Regions from separate parts of the Mus musculus genome. Here region 1 is linked to region 2. Evidence: chromatin contacts called from public promoter capture Hi-C data. All regions are on one chromosome and are shown on one strand. Each heading gives the region's core, a stretch centred on a gene start, on an enhancer-like site or on the middle of the called end of the contact. The rest is flanking DNA. Distances are from core to core; before and after follow the strand shown. Region 1 holds the start of Zdhhc8 (zinc finger, DHHC domain containing 8). Region 2 has its middle 12 kb from the start of Rtn4r.

The links. Promoter capture Hi-C pulls out the DNA fragments that hold promoters and counts their contacts.
Region 1: a promoter capture Hi-C map of the HPC-7 cell line shows a contact between it and region 2, with 2.9 times the contacts expected there. The contact joins the promoter of Zdhhc8 here to the enhancer-like site in region 2. A contact is called at or near these places in 7 of 39 promoter capture datasets (the HPC-7 cell line, cranial neural crest, embryonic stem cells and 3 more), 8 of 484 Hi-C or Micro-C datasets (bone marrow-derived macrophages, cerebral cortex, embryonic fibroblasts and 4 more), 15 of 115 datasets of contacts at active chromatin or transcription factors (DN3 thymocytes, the HPC-7 cell line, acute myeloid leukemia and 11 more) and 4 of 9 other capture datasets (adipose tissue, liver, macrophages and 1 more).

The regions. Positions count from the first base shown.
Region 1 is chr16:18,232,953-18,239,878 of GRCm38.p6, forward strand. Zdhhc8 (zinc finger, DHHC domain containing 8) reads right to left here and starts at 2,184. Exons shown (of 11, transcript NM_172151.4): 1 at 1,955-2,184. The coding sequence starts at 2,058.
Region 2 is chr16:18,111,789-18,118,916 of GRCm38.p6, forward strand. No RefSeq gene overlaps it. Among named protein-coding and RNA genes, the nearest start is that of Rtn4r, 12 kb to the right of the region's middle. Within about 2 kb of position 4,888, at least 6 of the 459 cell types and tissues checked have an H3K27ac peak or open chromatin away from gene starts, as enhancers often do. A contact at or near this core is called in the HPC-7 cell line, where this site is marked.

The sequences.
Region 1 (6,926 bases), core at 934-3,433, 120 kb after region 2:
CCTGGTCCTTCAGCCCTTGGGCTCCCCTTCTTTTTTTGTTTTTTTCTGGTTTTTCGAGACAGGGTTTCTCTGTATAGCCCTGGCTGTCCTGGAACTCACTTTGTAGACCAGGCTGGCCTCAAGCTCAGAAATCTGCCTGCCTCTGCCTCCCAAGTGCTGGGATTAAAGGCATGCGCCACCACCGCCCGGCGGGCTCCCCTTCTTGACTGACCAGATTCTCCTCCGCACCTTGAGAGAAGCAGTTCAGACTCACAAAGAGGAGATCTAAGGGTCACTTACGCCAGGTAAAGTTTCAGGACCCGATCTAGGCCCCAAAGGTAGGCTGAGCGACTGCTTCCTTTTCTTGGTGTCTGAGGTGTCAGTGGACGGAGCCAGAAACAGGGCAGGAGGGAGGCAATGAGAGGACAGGGATTCTATCTTGAAAAAGACACCTACTCCAGGCTGGCCACCAGACCTGCCTATACCCTGGCACTGCCCAAACGAGCACAGCTGTCCAGCAGAGCCTCTTCTGAGAACAGAGCCACCTGAGTGTCAGGTCAGCAATACCCACATCTCAGGAACTCATCCAAGGGGCAGATGAGGATGCACACAGACTGAACAGGGCCCCAGTCATGCCAACTGCAGAGCCAGTTCAAGTCAGAGTAGCTGTCCCTTAAAGAGAACCCCAAACCTCAAGAGCACCCACATGCACAGCCCCAGAACACTAGCTTCAAGAACACAGAGGAAGCACTGCCCAGAAAAAACGGTAGCAACCTCAGAGACCAAAGCTTGAGGCAGAGTCAAGTTTCCAGGAACCACCTGGGTCCTCTGAATCCTCTGAAACTACTTACATTCTCTGAGGAGAGAAAGCAGGGGGAGAGGATTTTAATTTCTCTTAAAACTTTGATTCCCATATTGCATGTCTTAATTTTAGAGTTATGTTAAAAGACATCGAAATGTCCCTGTGACACCCTCTCTGCACTGAAACAGAACCCCACTCAAGACCTCTGGAAGACCGAATTTTCCAAGATATGTCCCCTCCAGTCTTAGCTCCCCAAGCCCTTCCTTAGTCCACAATCCACAACATCTGAGTGACAAGAACACAGACTTTCCCTGGAGCCAGAAATAAGCCCGTCCACACAGGCCTTTTTTAAACTTGCTCTTTGCAGCCAGTGGCACATACCCAACCCCAGCCTCCAGGTAAGGACTCTCCTCCCACAACAGGCACTGAATTCAGACTCCTACAAAGGCTGCTATATGTTTCTACAAAGTGGAAAGGGTGGCTCAGGCTCACTTACACCTGGGGCTGTCACACCTGGAAACAAATGGCCATCCCTTTGGTCACCTGAGTTGTGTCAAGGCTTTGGAATTGTAGAAAGAAACGAGTGGTCCGAGATTCAGAACCCCATGACCTATGAGCCAGCCCGGGGTAAGAAATTGAGGCTGCCTAGTGCCAGGCTGGCAAAGAGTGCTCCCTCCCCACGACTGGCAGCCTAGCCTCTGAGGTCTTTTGTGCTCCAGACTTAGAAGTGTAGGATAGAAGCCTCTCAGTGTTGTGTTCAGGGAGGGCTGAGGGCCTTGAGTAGGCTGTAGTGGCCAGTCACGGCTGTGGGGCAGGCCACACCTACGCTGAGAAACACAGAAATAAGTTGATTTTACATGCTGGCCGCGACGAGGGGGCTCACAGCTCCTACTCCCCCCCTCCCCCTAGGAAGGTTGGTGTCTGTAGGTGACACGCGTCCCCCTTCAAAGCCCCGAGGGAATGAAAGGCTGCAACCACACCCAGGGCCTGCTAGAACGCTCAGAGGCAGGCATTCACCTGTCCGTGCTCCGGGGACGCAGCCCCTCGCCGCAACCTGCTAATCCGCCCAGCCCACCGCCGCCCCCGTGGGGCACGTGCGCCCCTTCGGCTCCCACCCCCAACCTCCCTACCCCCACCCGCTGCTACCAGGCTCTGGACCCGGCGCCGACTCACGTGAATACGAAGAAGAGTGTGCTGGAACCAACCAACAGCGCGGCGGCCGTGGCCACCGGGATGTACTTGGCGGGTTTGAGGCGCGTCCCGGGGCTGCGGGGCATCCTGGGCGCCGCGCCGCCGCATCCCTCCCCGGGCCGGGCGGGCGGGGCCGGCCGGGTCGGGCCGGGGTCGGGCGCGCGGGCTGGACGCGGCGCAGGATCCGCCGCAGCGGCAGTGGAGGAAATCCCACCCCACGGGCGGCGGCGGCGCGCTGATGTCAGCGCGCCCCTTAAGGTGGACCCGGCGGCAGGGCCGCGGCGGGGGCGGGCTGAGGGTGGAGCGCCGGGCGGCCAACTCCTCTTTTGCGGGGTAGCCCGACACCCCACGCACGCGCAGCGCCCATCTGGACCGACAGGACAACGGAAAGCATGTTCTTTTTCTCTTTCTTGTCTGTCTCTTCCTTTCTTTCCTTTTTTTTTTTTTCCTTGCTACCGCAGGCCCTAACCCGGGAGCTCTCTTGGGCCTACATGCTCTCCAATCACAGTCCCGGGACAGGCTGAAGGTCCCCTGGCAGTCACTGGGGTGTGAGCGAGATTTCTATGACAAGGTAGGGGTATCATGGCTATCCAAACCTTAGCCAGTTCTCAGCCCTCCACACACTAAGAGTTAGGTCACCGAGTTCCTCTGTGTCCTGGCTCAGGCCGCAGGCTTGATTGAGGCCGTGTGTAAGAGACCTAGGAACGCCTTCGGAAAGCTGGTGTCCTAGGGAAAGTGACTGAACCCTGCTCTGGCCTTGACTAGAAAGGCTGCGCATGCTCACCACCCACCCGCGAGCAAGCCCACCTGCCCGCGCCAGGACGCAGCTGTTTAAGGTGGACCGGCCCTCCAAGGATGCTGCAGGCATCTGCATTGGCTTCCCCTAGCAGATCAGTTTTAATGTTTTGAGTAAGAACATGGTCAAACCCCACTGCTTGCCTTAGCCACTCCACAAGGCAGCAACATTTACTTTGGAAGCTTATTCAGGGCCTGAACAGGGTGCTGGCTGACGATTCCCCCAGAGCCGCCCCCAGTCCGGAGGCTCTTCTCCATCGTCCACCCCTCCCCAGACCAAGATAGTGGGAGCCTTCTTCCCTTGGTTGTTGCTATCTCCTTCTGTAGAGCCATAACCCAGAGTCCTTCAGCCACCTCCTCCCTACAACACTGCTTGTAGGCCTGGGACTCCTTGGCTCGCCCACAGCTCAGGGTCGAGTGCCTTAATGTAGAAACAGCTTTTCAACAGCATAAACAGTGATAGATTTTCTCTCAGATTTCTGTCCTGTTGGTCATTCCATGCCAGAAGACGTAGCTCAGGGTCTTCCAGCGTTGGTAAGATAGCAGTGATGTGACCTCACAGTGGAGAGCAGAGTGGATACAAACTCCTTTCCGCTCTCAGGTAAGTAAGTATCCAGCTGGCCCTCTGCATTAGGCACACAGTTCAGTTAAATTCGCCCGACTTTAATCTTGTCCTACAGCCCCTAACATAGAACGCTCAGAACCTCTAGGGCCTCTAGGGCCCACAGGAGGCTCCACGACTCACAGCTCCCCCACTGCAGAGTTCCTTTGGGATTAAGTCTACTCTCATGTTATATGTAGGGTACCAAGGCAGCCACACTACTGCCACAGTCTTGTAGGAAAATAGCAAACACTGGTCGTGGAGAGTCCAAAACAGTTTTAGGTGGGGCAGATGTAGCTGCTGAGGCCAGAGCCCAGAGTGATATGGTACCTTTCTTCCTGAATAGGGCTGGCAAGGCAGCAGGGAGCCACTGGAACACACAGCCTAGGAGAGCCGCAGAGGGCCTGAAACAGGAATGTAGAGTGGCAGCCAGCACAGCAGAGGGACTGAGATGGAGGTATAAAGCAGCACTCCCCACAACGGTGCTGACTTTCCATGCTTTCAGCTACCCACAACCCAGTTATTAAATAGAAGTCCATAAATAATTCAGATTTGTGTACGATTAGCCGGGTGTGGTGACTCATGTAATACCAGCTCTTGGAAGAGTGAGACATGGAGACTACCAGCCTTGGCTACACAGTGAAACTCATCTCAAAAACTAAAAAGCTGGGTGTGGTGGTACATATCTTTAATCCCAGCACTGGAGAGGCAGAGATAAGTGGATCTTAAGTTTGAGGCCAGCCTGGTCTACATAGTGAGTTCTAGGCTAGCCAAGCTATGTAACAAGAAACTAAAATGGTCAGGATGCAGCAGTTTGGTAGAATGCTGGCCTATTAAGGCACGGCACCACAGGGCTTAGAAGGATCTTAAATTCAAGGTTATCCTCAGCTACACAGCCAGTTCAGGGCCACCAGCCTGGGCTATGAGGCTATCTCACACTAACCATTTAATAACTATACTATGCTGCTCTCATCAGCCTTGGGTGTGAACTCCTCAGCTTCCCTATTTCCTCATTTGACACGCTGTAGCTTTCTTGTCTCAGTATCCCCAAAGTGCAGCAGTAGTGATGCCAGAGGCCCTGTGAAGCGAACTTAGGAACCTGTGCTGAGGTTGCTAAGCCCTATAGTAAGGTACAATATCCCTGATTCTATTGCAGTGTATCTGGCTTCATTACTCTGAACCTTCCACTATGTCAACTTCCAAACTTGCCACAGGTGTGTATGCACAGTAACACACAGGGCTTGGCACCCCCTTAAGTTTACAGCATCTACTGGGAGTCTTGGAATGCCCCCATGGATAAGATATATCTGTTTCTTTTATCTTTTCTTCTTCTTCTTCTTCTTTTTTTTTTTTTTTTGGTTTTTCGAGACAGGGTTTCTCTGTATAGCCCTGGCTGTCCTGGAACTCACTTTGTAGAACAGGCTGGCCTCAAACTCAGAAATCCACCTGCCTCTGCCTCCCGAGTGCTGGGATTAAAGGCGTGCACCACCACGCTCACTACATCTGTTTCTTACAGTCTTAAAACCTGTTAAGACTCCACCCTACTTGGCTCAGTCTCTGCGTCAGGATATAATACCAGGCTAGTTACCTGTTGATGTCCTTCCTCCAAACTATTGTCAATGGGGCACTCAAGACTTGAAGCAATGCATGTCTTCCTTGGCTACACCATCTATAGTATGAACCACTTCCTTGAATGTACATCAGAATACAACCTGAGCACAGGACAGCAGTGTCCCTTAGCCAGTTTGTATTTGCAGAATAGAAGGAAACCTTCTGGGTCTGAGTCCAGGATTTATGCCATGAGAGCCATCACAGCCATCCTCCTCTATTGCAGATACATGGGGAGAAATGCCAAACACTGGTCATAGGAAGAGACGTCCTACTTATAAAGTCCTCTCCCTAAGGGCATTTACCCCACTCAAAGGTTCATTTGCCTGTTACTACAAGGTAAAGGGTACTTGAACCTGAATCCTCAGTCCAGGGCCCGTGGACAGTTCTTCCAAGGCCACCTGTAGCCAATGTCTCAATTCTACTACATCAGGCCCCACTACATACACATATCTCTTCCTGGGATGGAGAAAACCAAGAAACAGCCTTTAGTTGGCTTTAGAGAGCAGCTTGGGGAATGAAAAGGTGCTTTTGCAGGAATGGGCAACGAGGGAGGTGTGAGTATGATAAAGTACATGTCTATATGGTAATGTCACCATGAAAGCTGACTTTGAATGCTAGCTTAAATTTCTTTAAAGCTTTAAACTGGACTGTAGTGGCACACACCTTTAATCCCATTGGGCAGATGTTCTGAGTTTGAGGCCTGCCTGGTCTACAGAGGGAGTTCAAGTACAGACAGAGCTACACAGAGAAACCCTGTCTCAAAATAAAAAAAAAAAAAAAACAAACAAAAAACAAAAATAAAAAAAGAGAAGAAAGGAGAAAGATGGAGGGAGGAGAGAAAAGGGGAGGGGAAAGGAGAAAGGCAGGCAGGCAGGCATTTGTAAGCACACCCTGCAAAGGACAAGGTCAGACTTAACAGGGTCAGTTTAATAAGGCGAGCATCAACAGATAAATATCCAGACTCTGGTAGGTGTTACTGGCAGTCTGCTACAAAGCAAGAGCAGGTCCTGTTAATGCACTCAGACCCCACCATGGGTCTTGCCCTGTGAGGTGGGGCTGCTGAAGCTCCTGAGCCCACAATGAGTCAGTCAGGTCAGGGCTTTCTTTTGCCTGTCTGTAAGTATGTGCATTATCATTTGATTTGCCTAGAAAGAGAGTGTCTAATTCTCTGGGGCTTCAGGCAATTGTGAGCTTAAAACTGAACTCATCCTCTACAAAAGCAGTAAGCGTTCATAACTGATGAGCCATTTCTCTAGCCCCACATAAGGCAGGTTTTATTCAAGTAGTCCCTAATCCTAATGGTGCTGAGTTTAGAATTCAAGGTCCAAACTCCTAGAGTGCTATTTGAAGATGTATTGGGGCACCTAATGGCTTCCAATAGGAGAGTGTAGGGCTAGACTCAGTTACACTATGGCACAGTACCATGGTGGCCTTTCCCTCCACTGAGCTTGGAGCTGCTCTATTAACCAGAGCCAATCAAAACCAGTTTTTCCTATAGCCAGATGTTTAGCTACCTACCACCTCCCTTCACCAAGATGAAAGCACATAATAGTCTCCCTTCACCTCTCTTTCTCTCTCACACACACACAGACCCTATACAAAAGCACAAAGCAATAGTTCTAGCAGCAAGGAAGCAGCCCACCTTGGCCCTGAATGCCAGTTGCAGCCACACACACTGTGGCCTCCAGCACCAGCCGGTACCGTAGTATCTGGTCCCTAAGAGCCACAGAAGGACACACCATTTTGACAAACTGGTTTTCTCCTAGGAGAAAATCAGGCTGGTAGACAGGTGGCCAAGGAGGGCTCCAGGCATAGACACCTTCCCCACCCCTCACATAGCCTTGTCAGCTGGTCCAGGTTTTCAAAGGCATTTTTTATTCACTATTTTTGATGACTATAAATAAGTGTTTCCACTATGGAAAAGAAAGTTAGCACAGTACATTTTCA
Region 2 (7,128 bases), core at 3,638-6,137:
GGGCCACAGGAGGAAAGGCTGGCTGAACTAGAAATCTAGCTGAGCAGGGCAGAGCATCCCCAGCCTGTCCCCAATGCCTGCAGTCCTCAGGGCCCCTTTTCTCAACATTTGAGAGCTTGCACTGGCTGTCTACAGTTCCCTCTGCCAGGGTGTACCAGGCAGGCTGGGTGAGGTCTGAGTGGTCCTGTGCAGCAATGGGAGGCATGCCAGGGTTTTATGGTCTTAGCTTGGCTTCTGGTAACTTACAGAAGGTGATCCTGGCTATGTTTGTGGTGGTTCATTGTGGTTCCCTCCACTCCTCCTGCATGAGCTGGGTGAGCTTCCTGGTCTCCACTGTCCTGGAAGGAGACATTGTATCCTCTTTCAAGTATAAGACACTCTCAGGGGATCCCTGTCTGCTTCCTATCTGGGCTATGCACAGAGCCACCACCTACATCCAAGGGGAGCTGTTTGGAGCAGGAAGGCTGCAGGGAGGTGGGGAAGAAGCTCAGAGCTCTTGCACCACTAGATACCACTACAGTTATGGAGAAATCCCATAGGTTCCTGTAGATGTAGTTCTGGGTCTGTGCTTGTACAGGGGGACTGTCTATCCACACAGACAATGAAGGCACGGAAGCCTTTGGTGATTCAGGGGGTTTCTGATTGTTTCTGTGGGAAACATGGTCTGGTAATCTGAAGGCTGGCTAGACTACCTCTCTGGCCCCAGCTTTATGGCTTCCTCATTTTTGGAATGAGTTGAAGTGAGATGAAATGAAAATGACATCCTCGGCCGTGAATGGGATGGGGGTTGGGGTGGGGGAGCCATGAGTGGGGCAGGGCAAAGGCAGGCATAGCCTTCGACTATGAGCAACAGGAAACATAAGCTTCCAGGAGCCAGGGTCCTATCAGAGCTCACACCCCACAGCTGCGGGCACTGGCGATCTATGTGGTGTGTGTTTTTGTGTGTGAGAGAGAGGAGGCAGGGAGAGAGAGGGAGAGAGAGAGAGGAGAGAGAGAGAGAGAGAGAGAGAGAGAGAGAGAGAGAGAGAGAGAGAGAGAGAGAACAGACAGGTTCTCATGGAACAGAGAGACCAGAACCATTCCTGAACAGTGACCACACAGAAGGAATTCTGAATGCCCTGCCTGGCAACTCCCTCTGTGTGTAGCTCTCTCCTGCTGTTTCCTGTTTGCTGCCCGCCTCTTCAGGTCCCCTCCTCTCAGCCCTCCCTGATCCTCTGAGCCCGCCCTCAGATCCCAAAACTTAGTATGTCAAAGACCAAAGAGAGGCATCCACACCAGTGAAGCCAAGCATGGGGTGAGGGGTAGTGCAGGATGCAGTCTGGTGAGCTGAGATGCTTGGGGCTCTCCCGCTCCCGCTCTAGGCTCCTCAAAGGCTTGGGGACTTCCAAGGCTCTAGAGCTCTGGCCTGGAGTGGAAAGAATTCCATATCTTTTATCTGTCCCCAGAGCTCCAGTGACTGAGTTTTCCACAAGTCTCAGGACCCTGAGAGTGGGTCACCTCCAACACTCTGTCCCCCTCCTCGGAACACACAGAACAAAGCAATGGCTCAGTACAGCGCTGGCTTTGACTTGCCAGTATGGTTGGTTCCCTCTCACAAAGTTCTACTTCATGCACATTTGAGGAAAGGAGATAGAGATGAGGGAGTTTAGCAGGTGGATAAAGGTGCTGGATTGCTCTCCCTCTCTCCACTCACTCTCCCTCTCTTCTCTCCCTCCCCCCTCCCTCCCCCCTCCCCCCTCCCCCTCCCTCCCTCCCTCCCTCCCTCCCTCCCTCCCTCCCTCCCTCCCTCCCTCCGATCTGGAGTAGATTGGTTTAAAGGCTGAAATAGCATTTCTACTCCAGGGTGGCAGTTCTCACTGCCTTCTGTATCTGGGGTGAGACCTCCTTCTCATATGTGGTACCTGCTCCAGGAGTTGATATTTCCCATATTGTGGGGTTTCAGAGAATAGGGTGTGAGCCTTGAGAAGAGGATCGTGGGGGGATGGTGAGGCCAAGACTTAGAATAGAAGCAAGAGTGGGTTCCAGCCTCACCACAACAGCAGGGTCGTTGCAGCCAATGCTCAAGGTCCCTTGTATGCGTTGCTAGGGTGGCATAAAGAGGCGAGCATGCCTCTGCTGGCCCATCTCTGCCCTTGAGCCTCTCATTCCCAGACATCCCAGATCCTCCCAGCTCTCATCCCCCTCGTGTCTGCATGCACAAGTGTCTCTTTCTGTCCATGTCTGGCTATTCCCAGTCTCTCTCTTTAAAAACATTTTATTAATTTTTTTGATAATTTTATGTATGCACACAATGGTTTTTATTTATTATATCCACCCCACTCATCCCTCTAACTCCTCCCAGATCCATCCCTCTCCCCCATATTGCTCTCTTGTTTCAGATTTTTTTCTTAGAGCCTTCTTTTTAGAATTATTAGTTTTATCTGTGTGTATGCTCTGTGATTTCGAGTGTGTATGTATGTGTACACCTGAGTGTGTGTGTTCATGTGTATGTGTGTGGCTGTATGTATGGTGTGTGTGTGTGTGTGTGTGTGCTTAAGTGCTAGTATACTTCATGTGCATAGGTGCTAACAGACCCAGAAGAGGTGTTAGAGTCCTTGGAGATGGAACTATAGACCATTAGGATCTGCCTAATATGTGCTGGGAACCACACTCAGGTCCTTACGAGGTGCCATTGCTGCGCCAGCCTGTGGTTGGGGAGGTCTCATCCCCTCACCCCTGGTCAAGTAGGTAACCATCATGGCCCCTGTCCTGGTTCACATGCATAGACACGGGTGTGGTTGATGGTATGTATAGTCTCCTTCATTTAGAGTTGCTGTCTGAGTACTACTGAGTACCAGCCCTGTTCTTCCGCCTGTCTATGTTCTTCCCATGGGTCAGTGCTGTGCCTGGCTCAGATCCTGGGCTCTATAGTGTGGGGCTATAACCTCCAGAGCATGGCCAGAGTACAGCCAGGTTTCACCTGCTCCCTTCCCAGAGAGAAGATTTTCCTCCTCTCCCCACCCTTGCACAGCCACTGCCTGCTCACTGGCCCAGCCCTTTGTGCCCATGTGTTGTCATGGAGATGGGCCATTCACAAGCCTGGTACTTCAAGGCTTCCCACCTCTCCTGGTGGGCTAGAGAGTGAGAGCTGGGATGAAGGTCTGCGTTCCCAGCAGAAAAGTCTTCCCTTTGTCCATTTGAACACCACACCCTGCCAGGGCAAGTATATTGCACCCAGGAATTCTCACCCTGGTGTGGGTGGCTGACTCTGAGCCCTACCTTAGGAACAGGTGGGCCCCTGGGCTTCAGGACATGGCCCCGGGGTCTTGATGTCCTTCTTCCAGGTTCTAGAACCAGACTGCTGACATGTGGAGGATTTGGGGGTGAGCGGCTCTGCATAGAGACACCTAAACTTGGCAACAGAGCCAGTTGCTACCCCTCTCCATGTGTCTCTGAGTCACTGTAGAGAGCCTAGCAGGGCCTTTGAGGCTCTTCTGCTCCATCTTCCCATCCTGATGTTGCTCACAGCCTTTCATCTCCCCATGAGCTACCCTTTAACCATCTCAACTCCTGCCCCTAGGAAAAAGTCTACAGCAGGATTTTCTGATTGCTGCTGGATCCTCCGCACCCCACCCTCTCCCTAAAGTAGCAGGGGAAGAGGGGTGGGTCGCCTTCTCCCAGTGGATCACCCAGCCTCAGTTTCCTCTCCGGTGATGACAGTGATTCTCTCATCCTTCAGTCCATCCCCGTGGCTGTCTGGGGACCTAAGCTCTGAGATGTGCCAAGAAACAGGGTGTTTCTTTAGGGATGTCTAACTCTCTTGCTCCAAGCCAGGAGTTTTTCAGTCCCAAGGTAGGCCTACCATTCCACTGAGACCATCTAAGACTTCCTGTAAGTTCACATGCAAAGAAGGAAGCCAGGAGCAGAGGCAGCAGCACAAAGCGCAGCCAGGCAGCATCTGAGCTCCATGCCTAGTTCTTACCTATCTTAGACGCCTGTCCCACCTCAGCAGGCAGGTCCAGGACAGACCTGAGCCTGGGCTCCAGGAGCAAAGATGAAAAGTTGACCCAGAGAGATATGGTTGCACAGGCCTAGCGGTTGGGTTGGTGTTTTACACTAAATCCCCTAGCAGTTGGTTCTCACTTGTGGAAGGATCCTGGAGATGGACTATTGTCCCTTTCTAGTGGAAGGGCCTCTCACTGCAGGGCAGGGCTGTCAAAACACCACAAGAAGCTACAAACTCTAGGAGATCTGAGTGGATGTGTAGCCTGGACTAGGTCAAACTCTGGTTCCTCTGCTAGGAGAAACAATGTGTTGGTCACCCACTCCCCAGCCTCTGTGGCATCTTTGGGGCTCCAAATTACAGGCCTGGTTGTCACTTGCTGTGTGAGACTCCAGCAGGCCTACATGGACCTCTCTGGAGGTCTGGAGGCTGGGACTCACCTCCCCCCCAAACCTAACAGGCTAATCCCCGAGGTTCATCATACAGCAATTCAGGAACTCAGCAGCCTCCCTGCCCTTCCACCCTGCACTTTCACAAACAAGTTCCCAGATGTTAACAGGGCCTGGAGGGGAAACCACTGCCGTAGATGGGGCCCTATCTGGGCTCTCGTTGGGTCAGCATAACTGGATAAGTCCTGCTGCCTACATGGCTTGCCCACACCTGTGAGGGAGTTAGAGGGGTAGCTACACTATTGAGGGAAGCCCCCACCTAGAGCATCAAGTCCAGGCAGGGCTCCAGCTGGGCCCAGGGAGGGTTGAACTCAGCCTTTCTGATCTTCGGACATCATCCCTCTCTGCTTTGTGCTAAAGAAATGGAGTGAAGCCAGTGAGGCCAGAAGTCTAAGACACAGCCACACCCACACAGCCCACCCTCAAGCCCTGGACCTCCCAGGAGCTCAGGGGAAGTTGTGGTCATGCATTTGCTGTCTGCGCATAACGGGACTGTCCTCAGCCAGGTTCCAGACACACAGGGACTGACAGCAGCGTGAAAGGCATCTGACATGGAACCCAGCAAGGCAGACATATGGATTCAACCCACCAGGTCTCTCACCACCAAGGATAGCACTTCAGGGTACTTGAGGCTGGGATCAGTGCTCCCCCGAGAGGTATAGAGGACTCAGGAGGCAATGGTCACAGACTACCTGAGCTGGGGGCAAAACCTTCCCTGGACAGAGGCTGGGCAGATTCTGCTTGGTCTTGCTAATAAAGACATCATTTTAAAATAAGCTTTTCTTTGAGACTAGGTCTAGATTTGCAGCAAAGACAGTACAGAAAGCTCCCATATGCCACATACCCAGTTTCCTGCTGTTAATACCACACTCCTGCCATTGCTGATGAGCCAACACTGAGAATCCTAGCAACAGAACCATCCTTCTCCAGATTCTCTAAGTTCTGACCCAATGTCTCTTGTTTTCTTTTTTCACTGTTGGTCACAAACGCATATCTGACTAGCTGGACCTTCTACGAACACTCTGAAACTCTTCCCCTGAGCGTTGCAGGGTCTTCTCTGGGGGGCCAAACCTGCTAAGATGGTAAAGAAGCCCAGTTCACACCAGTGTGCCTCCTTTTCTCCAGAGGTACTGCAGACATCCTTCCAAGCTTGTTTCTTCATCTGCGCCATGAGTCTGGATTGCTGCTATGACATCACCGCATGTGGCCCGCCCGCCCGCACCCTGAGATCTTTTCTTCCTTGTGCTGTGATCATGGGGCAGGCTCCCCTTCCCAGGAACCTGAGAGACCCTCAGTGTTGTCTCCTTTTTCTACATCCAGATATGATGAGGTTGAGGGCAGAGCCTGCTCCCTCAGGGATGTTGTGGCTTCTAGAAGTGAAAGCCCGAATCCTCATGCCCAACTGTCACCTCCTGTGCTCACAGCAATCCTCCTGCCTCCAGATTAACCTCAGGTGAAAATGTGACCTTTACTCAGAACTTGAGATACAGAATGGGCAAGGCCATATGACTGATGGGTCTAGAAGAACAGCTTCAACTTGCTAAGTCTCTGGGGCTCAGCTCCAGCAGCCGCCCAGCATTCCGGCCTGTCAGGCACATTGTCTTCTACCTAGATAGTAAAGTCTGTTTGTGTATAAGGTTAGTCACGGGGCTGGGGGATGACCTCAGCCAGGTCCCAGTCACACAGGACCCTATGCCACTGTGGAAGGTACCTGCCATGAAGCCCAGCAAGATGGGCTTATGGATAAAGCTAAGACGAGGCCTGTCCCTCACACTGGTGGAAAAGTGGCATTGGTCACCATGGGTCAGCTATCCCAACCAATGAGCTTCTCTTAACCAATGCCTACCAGCCTTAGCCCCTCTGAGTCCCCTCTCTTGAATCCCTCCTCTGGACCTCTCCATTTTTAAGAATCTCCTTCACAGGAAGTAGATCTCACTCTATGGACCACCTAAAGGACCAATGAAAGATTTCCTAGTCACCTGTGACTCTTCGTTAGGTGTGTGTGTGTGTGTGTGTGTGTATCCCAAAGGAGATGGTATCACAGCGATACGTAGCCTAACAAAAACTGTAAAGTTAGTTAAAATGTTATAAGTTCTTTCACTATTTTTGTGTGAACTTTGTAGATGACAGCACCACACTGTGATGTTCACAAGCTAGATATGCCTGTGGGATAGATTCACAGTACAGTACTCCTGGGAGGTGAAAGGCATAGGATGGGGCATGGTTGGAGGAAGTATATCCTGGGACATGACCTTGAGGCTATATCTTGCCCGGCCTACTTCCTGTATTTCGTACTTCTCTGTCTCCTGTCTTCATAAACTGCTTTACCATTCTCTCCCTGACGTGAAGAATGAGACCCTGAACCAAAGCAAACCTTTCCTCTTTTTAAGTTCTGTTAGGGCTGGGGACAGAGCTCAGTGGTAGACACTTGATTAGCATGCAAGGTATGGGTTCAAGCCCCAGCACCTGTAAAGCAAAAATATTTTATAGAGGCTGTACATGGTCCACCAAGACCAAGATCCTCTCAAGATCCTCGTTCTTACTGAAGCTGGAGTTTCAGAGCCAGGCATGATGGCACATGCTATAATCTCAGCACTTGGAAGGCTGAAGCAGGAGGATTGCTAGGAGTACAATACCAGCCTGGGCTACCAAGTGAGATCTTGTCTCAACACACACACACACACACACACACACACA